3 separate regions of the Gossypium hirsutum genome follow, and all the other regions are linked to region 2. A link is a contact called in public Hi-C data. All regions are on one chromosome and are shown on one strand. Each heading gives the region's core, a stretch centred on a gene start, on an enhancer-like site or on the middle of the called end of the contact. The rest is flanking DNA. Distances are from core to core; before and after follow the strand shown. Region 1 holds the start of LOC107933786 (polyubiquitin). Region 2 holds the start of LOC107948356 (dystrophia myotonica WD repeat-containing protein). Region 3 holds the start of LOC107948320.

The links. A called contact is a pair of places that touch in the nucleus more often than the background predicts.
Region 1: a Hi-C map of leaf shows a contact between it and region 2, with 2.1 times the contacts expected there. The contact joins the promoter of LOC107933786 here to the promoter of LOC107948356 in region 2. A contact is called at or near these places in 11 of 34 Hi-C or Micro-C datasets (hypocotyl, leaf, petal and 1 more).
Region 3: a Hi-C map of leaf shows a contact between it and region 2, with 2.4 times the contacts expected there. The contact joins the promoter of LOC107948320 here to the promoter of LOC107948356 in region 2. A contact is called at or near these places in 11 of 34 Hi-C or Micro-C datasets (callus, hypocotyl, leaf and 2 more).

What each region holds. Positions count from the first base shown.
Region 1 is chrA04:68,667,756-68,670,865 of Gossypium_hirsutum_v2.1, forward strand. LOC107933786 (polyubiquitin) reads left to right here and starts at 1,650. Exons shown (of 1, transcript XM_016866070.2): 1 at 1,650-3,110. The coding sequence starts at 1,928.
Region 2 is chrA04:68,258,620-68,261,944 of Gossypium_hirsutum_v2.1, forward strand. LOC107948356 (dystrophia myotonica WD repeat-containing protein) reads right to left here and starts at 1,887. Exons shown (of 11, transcript XM_041111084.1): 1 at 1,261-1,887; 2 at 494-808; 3 at 302-410; 4 at 120-213. The coding sequence starts at 1,431.
Region 3 is chrA04:68,687,933-68,691,257 of Gossypium_hirsutum_v2.1, forward strand. It overlaps LOC107948320, which reads left to right and starts at 1,356. Exons shown (of 2, transcript XR_001697331.2): 1 at 1,356-1,496; 2 at 1,762-3,161. It overlaps LOC107933779 (a long non-coding RNA gene), which reads right to left and starts at 2,540. Exons shown (of 2, transcript XR_001693706.2): 1 at 2,316-2,540; 2 at 1,856-2,060.

The sequences.
Region 1 (3,110 bases), core at 400-2,899, 410 kb after region 2:
TAGAGGAGTTTCTTCCCTTAAAATATTTATGTCTAATTTCGTTTATTCATTTTTGTTCATTATTTAATTCGGGCTTATCACTAACATTTATTAAATAAAATCTGAAATACAGCTTGGAATATAGCTCCAAAAGCAACAGACACTTTTCGCAAGCATATGTACTGCTTCATTACTAGACCGACTAACCCATTGAAATTTTATGTCATTCCTATTCCGAAGAATCTCCTTGCAATCAGCTATAATAGTGCCATATTCGGACCAATCAGAGGAGTAGATAGCATAACATAAAGCCTGTGAATCTGTAAACAGAACCCCCTTCATTCGACAAGTTAGTAGAAGACCATTGCAGAGCAAAGCTCAACGCCAATTATTTGCTAGAATTTGTTATTAATTTATTGGAAATAAATTATATAAGGATAATAAATATATAGTTTTTAAACACCAATAATATAATATCATATTATTAACTTTTAAAAATATAAAAATTTTATTATATATTTATCTATATTTAATATCTTCTCTAACTTAATTTAACTTTAATTAAATTACATAAAAAATTAATAAATTTAATAAATAAACAAATTTCCTTCTTTTATAATTTTTAAATCATTTTAGTTCTTTTTATATTTAATGGTTTTTTTATTTGCTTTCAAATCGTGTTTTATATTTAGCCAATTAATTCTTTTAATTTTTAGGCAGGTATATTTTTCTTTTTTAATTTTAATTTTTAATTCCTATTTTTTAAATTTTTAATCAAATTTCAGAATTTGATAATACTAACCATGGTGGTTATAATTTTTCTAATTTTTATTTTTTTCTTTTTTTTCTAAATTTTTAATGGTTGATTTTAGTTTTTTTTCAATTTGTATTTATGATTTTTATCAGTTTTTTTATTTTTAATTATCGATTTAAGAATTTTAAAACTTTATTTACTTTTTATTATATTTTTCCCGTCATATAGTTTCAATGTTTTCCCCTAAAATTGTAATTATTTTAATTAAATTACAGATATATTCTATATATGATTGAGTATAGAATGATATTTGTAAATATTCAAAAATTGATAATGTGGCATTAATTTATTTATGTCTAAAAACTATATATTTTTAAAATTATCCTAATATAAGCTATCTCTAAACTTATTTGAATTCTTTTAAATTTTTTTAATATTAAATATGATATAATTTTTTTTGTTACACTACATATTTTATCTTAATCATTTTATTTATTTTATATTAGAATATTTATATTCTTTTAAAAAATGGGTACCATTATAATTAATTATTATGTAATAAAATATCTGTATGTATTTTATTTACTTTCAAATCTTATCATATAATTAAAATATTAAAAAAAAGCTTTAATGCAATGTTCGGTAAATAATAATATATCACATCATCATTAAATAAAATAAAAAATAATAAACTTATAAATAAATGTTAAAATTTTATACTCTAAATTTCTAAACCTAATTTCTCGAAAGTTATTAATATCTATTTATAATAATTAAAGTTAATATTTAATTATGTTTAAGTGAATCAAATATTATTCTTTAAAAAACAAAGTATACATTATAATAATTAAGTGAAAAATATTTATTCAAGTAAATAATAATAAAATAGGTATAATTGGAATTAAAAAATTGGTTAGTGGAGTTGGATGAGGAGGTGGGGATAAGGAAACGAGAAGATTCGTGAATTAATTAGCAAGTTGTTTAGGCCAATCTTAGAAACAGCACCGTGTGGCTAACGAAACTGCACGCCGACTCATCTGACCGCAATTTTCTCGTTTCCTCCAGACCTTCCAACCTAAGAAAATCCACACCCTCTCTTCTATATAAGCATCGCCTCACCGCCTCTCTCTCTCCATCCAACGCAAACCGATTTAAGCTCTTCTCAAATCTTTTTTCAATCAACTCTCTCAAACGATGCAGATCTTCGTCAAAACCCTTACCGGCAAGACCATCACCCTCGAGGTTGAGAGTTCTGACACCATCGATAATGTAAAGTCTAAAATTCAAGACAAGGAAGGCATCCCACCAGACCAGCAGCGTCTCATCTTCGCCGGCAAACAGCTCGAGGACGGCCGTACCTTGGCCGATTACAACATTCAGAAGGAATCCACCCTCCACCTTGTCCTCCGTCTTCGTGGGGGTATGCAGATCTTCGTCAAAACCTTAACCGGCAAGACCATCACCCTCGAAGTCGAGAGCTCCGACACCATCGATAATGTGAAGTCTAAAATCCAAGACAAGGAAGGCATCCCACCAGACCAGCAGCGTCTCATCTTCGCCGGAAAACAGCTCGAAGATGGCCGTACCTTGGCCGATTACAACATCCAGAAGGAATCCACCCTCCACCTTGTCCTACGTCTTCGTGGGGGTATGCAGATCTTCGTCAAAACCTTAACCGGCAAGACCATCACCCTCGAAGTCGAGAGCTCTGACACCATCGATAATGTAAAGTCTAAAATTCAAGACAAGGAAGGCATCCCACCAGACCAGCAGCGTCTCATCTTCGCCGGCAAACAGCTCGAAGACGGCCGTACCTTGGCCGATTACAACATCCAGAAGGAATCCACCCTCCACCTTGTCCTCCGTCTTCGTGGGGGTATGCAGATCTTCGTCAAAACCTTAACCGGTAAGACCATCACCCTCGAAGTCGAGAGCTCCGACACCATCGACAATGTCAAGTCTAAAATCCAAGACAAGGAAGGCATCCCACCAGACCAGCAGCGTCTCATCTTCGCCGGCAAACAGCTCGAAGATGGCCGTACCTTGGCCGATTATAATATCCAGAAGGAATCCACCCTCCACCTCGTCCTCCGTCTTCGCGGGGGCATGCAGATCTTCGTGAAAACCTTGACTGGCAAGACCATCACCTTAGAGGTGGAGAGTTCGGACACCATCGACAATGTAAAGGCGAAGATTCAAGACAAGGAAGGGATCCCACCAGACCAACAACGTTTGATCTTTGCAGGGAAGCAGCTTGAGGATGGGAGGACCTTGGCTGATTATAACATCCAGAAGGAATCGACCCTTCACCTTGTTTTGAGGCTTCGTGGAGGCATGCAGATTTTCGTTAAGACATTGACTGGGAAAACAATCACAT
Region 2 (3,325 bases), core at 637-3,136:
AAATCACATGCATGAAGACCTAAGACAAAACATTTGAAACTCGAAATTTTTAAAAAGTATACTCGAATGGCGAAGAAAGGTTAGGAAATGTATAATGGATGTTGTAATGTAAAACTTGCCTGTTATTGACAGAACCATCTTTATTGTAATGCTGCGCCCCAACAAGCTTCTTTCCAACATCCTGTAACTGCTGTCTCAGTGACACAGAGTAAACTACAGTAATACACACAGAACTGATAAATTTGCAGAGTTTAAACCCTTGAGCTAAAATTGCAAATTAGAATAAGCTAAGAAGAATTACCATCACCAGAATTCAACCCGATAAGCAAATCATGGCCATCTTTGGCATCTTGATCAAATGCGTGGCAGATAGGGTTCGAATTACTGAAATTGATAGACTTTATTGGATCCTACATTAAACACCAATATTCTCAAAAACAACAGATGGCTTCTCTTACATCAAAAACCATAACAAAAAAAAATGCTAAATTACCTTGTCCTGAGAATTCAAATCACTTATAAAGATAGCATCACCAACGTTAAAGATTAAATAAGTCCCTTTCCCATCAAAATTCATATTATTGATTGAATTACTAGAACTTGAAGCACCCAATGACCCAATCCTACTAGTACTACCAATACTTTTACTCCCACCATTCCCTCCAGCAAATCCAAGCGTGCGGCTCCCGTTCCCAGCACCTAGCCACCTTGCTGCTGCTGATCTGACCCCACTGCTGGCACTGTAGCTGGACGATGAAGACGTCGGAGTTGATGGAGCTGGCTTCTCCTTCAAATGTGCTAGGGTAACCTGACAGCCGGACTTAATCAATACAATCTCAACAAACGAATAATACATAAGTATAAGCAAAACGATCAAAATTTGACTTTATAACTAAGGGCATTGATTCAAACTCTTTGAAGCTTAAACTTGTAATCAATAATGCTTAAACACCGATGATACAAAATGATCTAATAAAATATGTTCTTCAAGTTCTTCTAACAGATGGGTACATGTAAAAACCCCTCTTCTCACTAATAAATTGGAAATGTTCTCATTATCTAATTATAACATTAGTGTATCAAAAACACAAAAAGGAAAACCCACACTAAAATAAAAAGAAATAAAGAAAAACAAAAGAGAGTAATTTAAAGTGAAATCGGATGATTGGTCTTGATCAAAACCCAAATAAGTAACACAAAAGATAGTCTTCTTTTCAATAATTTAAGAAAAAAAAGGAAACCCTAGGAATTTGAAGTTACCTGAGTAACAGTTTTGCCATGAGCATAGTGAAGAAGGCTAGAAGGGTGAGTCTTTTCATAGTGAAGCTTATATCGACCTTCTGGAGTTTTAAAATAAGTCTTCAAACCCGGCGATTGAGCGTTTGCCGAGGACGAAGAGGTCGAAATCGTACCGTTGGCCGTGTTGATCATGGTGTCGCTTATCTTACACCCGATAACATCTGATCATGACACACTAGGGTTTCTTCTACTTCTTCCCAATTTTGAAAATTTCTTATTTCCTAAATCCGAAGACCAAAAGAAAACCCAAAAAGAAAATAAGTCTTTTATGGGTAATTTTCTGTTGTTGAAATGGGGAATGGGGGATCAAAGGAGGAGAAGGGCCCTGTATGGTTGGAGTTATGAGAAGAGGTTAGACTTTTCGGGAAGTTTAAGGGAAGTCAACGGAATGGACGGTGGAGGATTCAAGAGAGTGATCTTATTCGGTCTTTGTAGTTATAAACTGAGAGAGGGATTGATGATGAAAATGGGAAAGATTTCCAGGTTTTCTTTATTATAATTTATTTTGTATTGAGTTTGATATGCTCAGATTTTCACCTCCATTTTCTTGACTTTGGGCACTTACCATTCGGCCCCCAATTATGTTCTTTTCTATTTTGTATTTAAAAAAATCTCCTTTTTGTTGTAAATTAGACGGAGGTCGTAAACTCTTTTTAAGCATATTAAAGTAATGAGATAAAACTCTTTACTTAATTTATAATTAAGAGATTATTAAATAAAGTAATTAAAAAACTTTAATTCATTCAATGTAATACCTTTATTAATTGAATGTAAAGGAGCTTATAAATAGTACCTTGTAAGTGAAAATAAAATAATGAAATTTTCTCGTATTTTCATCCTCTTTTATTTATTGTTTTATTAATTTTTCTATAACACGTTATCAGCATGAGTTTCTACGAATTCATAGTGAAGTTTACGTCATTTCGACTTTTTATAATTTGCCCGTATAACTCCCGTTAAACTATATACGGTATACGTATTTTCATAATTCTTTTATTTTATTTTCTAGATGAAATATTTGTTTTGGGTAACATTTGCATATTTATTTTTACAACTAAAATCTAATAATGATAATTTATATATACATTTTTTTATTAAAAGAAATTTCAATTAATTTAATTTGTGTTAAGTTATTATCATGACTATTCCTCTTTATGCCAATATTTGACATACATATTATTATTTAGCAAATTTGGTATATATAATTGAATTATTTACGATTGAGAATACTTATTAATTTATTAATATTTTTTTTATTTTGATTCAAGTGATTATAATGTCAAATCTTGCCAAACTTGAATTTGCGGCCTTAGACATCTCAGGCAAGAACTATTTGTCATGGGTGTTAGATGCTGAAATTCACCTATATGCTAAAAGTCTAGGAAATACTATATTAGCAAATAAAGAAGCATCTAATCAAGACACTGCAAAAGCAATGATTTTCATCCGTCATCATCTGCATGAAGGATTAAAAGTGGAATATCTCACTGTGAAAGACCCTCTTGAGTTGTGGAAAAATTTGAAAGAACGATTTGACCATCAGAAAACTGTGATACTCCCTAAAGCTCGTTATGATTGGATGCACTTACGGTTGCAAGATTTTAAGACTGTAAGTGAATACAATTCAGAACTTTTCAAAATTAGTTCTCAACTAAAATTATGTGGAGAAAACATAACTGATAAGGACTTGTTAGAGAAAACATTTTCAACCTTTCACGCTACTAATGTGCTCTTGCAGCAGCAATACCGTGAAAAAGGTTTTAAAAGGTATTCTGAATTGATTTCATGCCTTTTGGTGGCTGAGCAAAATAATGAGCTATTGATGAAAAATCATGGAATTCGTCCCACTGGTTCTGCACCATTCCCTGAAGTGAATGTCGCAGTACACAATAATTATAAAAATAGAAAATATAGAAGTCGCGGCCGAGGTCGTGAACGTAGTAGGGGACGTGGTCGGGGACGTATTAGTAATCGTTATCATGGTGGTCATAACAATGATACTTCTAACCACCAGAAAAATAATAAC
Region 3 (3,325 bases), core at 106-2,605, 430 kb after region 2:
AAAGACAGTAGGATGAGCGTAAACTCAGGTTTTTTTACAGAAATAGTACCCAAAAAAATAAAAAATACCAAAATAATTTATTCAAGAAACTATGTACCAAAATGGTACATCTGGGGTGGTCACGCCTCTGTCATGGGCGGCACCACCCTAGGTCTTTTGACAAAAAAAAAACACAAATCACACAAATCTGTTAAAAAAAGGATTTGACAACTCACCTAGCACCGGTCACGCCTTCCCCATAGGCGGCACCAGTGTTGTTGCCATGGAAGAAGAAGAAAAAGAAAAAGAAGAAGAAGAAGAAGAAGAAGAAGAGGGCGGCAAGAAAGGAAAGAAAGAATAGAGAGGGAAGGAAAGAGAAAATTGAGGAAAATAAATAAATAGAAAGGAAAGTTTAAGGTTTAGGGAAGAATAATTAAAATTTTTAAAAGGTAATCTTTTTTTGTTATAAAATTTAATTTGTATATACAAATAATAAAGAAATATTATTATACAAATATTACAAATTTATAAACTTAAATATTTACATATACAAATAATATAGAAATATTATTATCTGTAAATATTTAAGTTTATAAATTTGTAATATTAAACCCTAAACTTTCCTTTCTATTTATTTATTTTTCCTTATTTTGTAACATTTAAGTTTATTTTTCTCTTTCCTTCCCTCTCTTTTTTTTATATTTCTATATTATTTGTATATGTAAATATTTAAGTTTATAAATTTGTACTATTTATTTTTATTTTTCTCTTTGTTTATTCAATAGAAATATTATATGTATAATTGTATGTATTGTTATTTTAAAAGTCGGTATAAATTTTTTTATGTTATTTTAAAAGTTGATATAAATTTTTAACTCATAATTTAGTACAGTGTAATATTTTGCAGGTTAATTATACAAGATAAGTAACCAATTTGTAATGATTAATTACAACAAATAATTATAACATGCCAAATAATTTAAATTACATAAAAAATATATCTAATCAACCTAAAACACACATAACAAATAAATTATATAAAAATAAAACATTCTTTGTACATAACATAAATAGATTTTTTTACTTCAATAAACATTAAAAATAAATTATAAATCAATAAAAATATAAAATAAATACAAACATACCTTAATAACTCTTTTTAACCAAATAATACCTTATAAAAATAAAATTAAAAATTAAATTCCAATGAAATCAACATAATAATAATAATAATAAATTAAATTATATAACAAAAAAATTATATTTTTAACACTTTAATTATTCTTGTAAAAAACCAGAAAAGGAAAAGAAATAATAACTATAGCAATTAAAACGCGGGTTTAATTATTCTTCTCTAAACCCTAAACTTTCTTATTTATTTATTTATTCCCTTATTTTTCTCTTTCATTCCCTCTCTCTTCTTTCTTTTTTCTTTCTTTCTTTCCTTTCCTGACGCCCTCTTCTTCTTCTTCTTCTTCCATGGCTGCCTCCACCCTAAGCGTGACTGGTGCTCTCAGGTGAGTTGTCAAATCCTGTTTTTTTAACAGATTTGTGTGATTTGTGTTTTTTTTTTGTCAAAAGAACTAGAGTGGTGCCGCCCATGACAGAGGCGTGACCTCCCTAGATGTACCATTTTGGTACATAGTTTCTTGAATATATTATTTTGGTTTTTTTATTTTTTTGGGTACTATTTTTGTAAAAAACCTGCATAAACTCACAGTGCATTTGGGTGAGGAAATTGCTGAAAGGGTCCGATGTATTCTTATTGTTGGGAATCCGCAGGAGGACATGATGGGGTGGGGGGAGGAGCCGTCAAATGATTTTTCAGAAAGAAGTGGCTATAAGATCTTAATTCAAAGTGTTGTGGCTGCTGATAGGAGTGATACTTATAAAACTTTTTATAAAAAAACTCTGGTAGATCAATTTACCAGAGAAAATAAAAATTACAACATAGATAATTTTTAAAAATTACATCCCTAGCTATTACAATTTGTACAATAGGAGGATACGAAGTTCAGCAATGTGCCCAAAATGTACAAGAGATGTCGAAACTTCTGAGCATATCTTTAGCGACTATCCGTCTGTAGCAGAAATATGGAGAAAGTTAGATCTTGAATGGCCTGATAATATTGCAAATAGTTCTTTACAGGATTGGCTTAATTATATTGTTTCCTCTTTCTCTACTACTACATGCAGAGCAGTGATTTGTACTCTATGGTATATTTGGTCAACCAGAAACAGGCTAATACATGACAGAAGGATCATATTATCTCAAGACATAATTCATATAGTCGAGGCTTATATTAGAGAGGTTAATGGGGTACAAAGGAAATTACCTGTTAAAAGGGTGAAGTGTGAACGATGGAGGCTTCTAGAGGCTTCTTTCCTTAAAGTAAATTTTGATGCAGCGTTTAAAGGAAATGACAGGAGATCTTGCACGGAGATTGTAACCAGAAACTAGGAGGATCAAGTGGTGGGTTCAAAGACAATAGTGAATCGTCATATACCTACGAGTTTTGTAGTAGAGGCCCTTGAATATCTCCAGGCAGTGGTTTGGGGGATATTTTTAGGGATTCGAGAAGTGCTGGTGGAAGGGGACGCCTTGTCGATGACAAAAAGGATGTGGTCCTGCAATGAAAATGGTTCGGTTATAGGGGCTTATATACACGATGCAAAAAAAAAAAGCAGAAGGTTTCACAAGATGCTCATTTAGACATGTTCATAAAGATGCGAATAGAGTTGCACATATACTAGCCAGAGAGGGGGAGTACTTATCTGGAGGGGTGTGTGTCGGATTTTGCGAGAGATGCGGTGGACAACGATCGGTGCGAGCAATAGTTGGGGGAAGTTGAAAGAAATGGTGGAAATGCTTCTCTGATAGTATCGCAAGGAATTTGAAGGGGGCTCTGACGAGAGGAGGATATTGAAGGCCGTGGGGTGAGGGTATGAAGGCTGGTGGCTTTTACTGGCCGTGTTGATTTCCTTGAAGATCGATGATCTTAGGGGGGCTCGATTTGAGATCAGGGAGGAGGTGACGGTATGATTTTTTGCTTAGAATTAGAGGTTGCTGTTTGGTTTTCCATGGAAAGGGAGAGTGGGTATGGCTTTGGAAACGATAGATTTCTCGAATGCTTTGCTAAGTGGAAAAGTTTGGTTATTATTTATTTAATTTGTTTAGTTCAGATTTTTCTATTGGGTTTTGATTTCTTTTGATTATATATTTTTTTGTTTAGTCTAGTTTATTATTATTAATAAAATAACTCAGATTCCCTTAAAAAACAGTTGAGGTAACAATGAAATAATTATTTTTATTATTTTAAAAAATATTTTTAATAATCTTGACTTT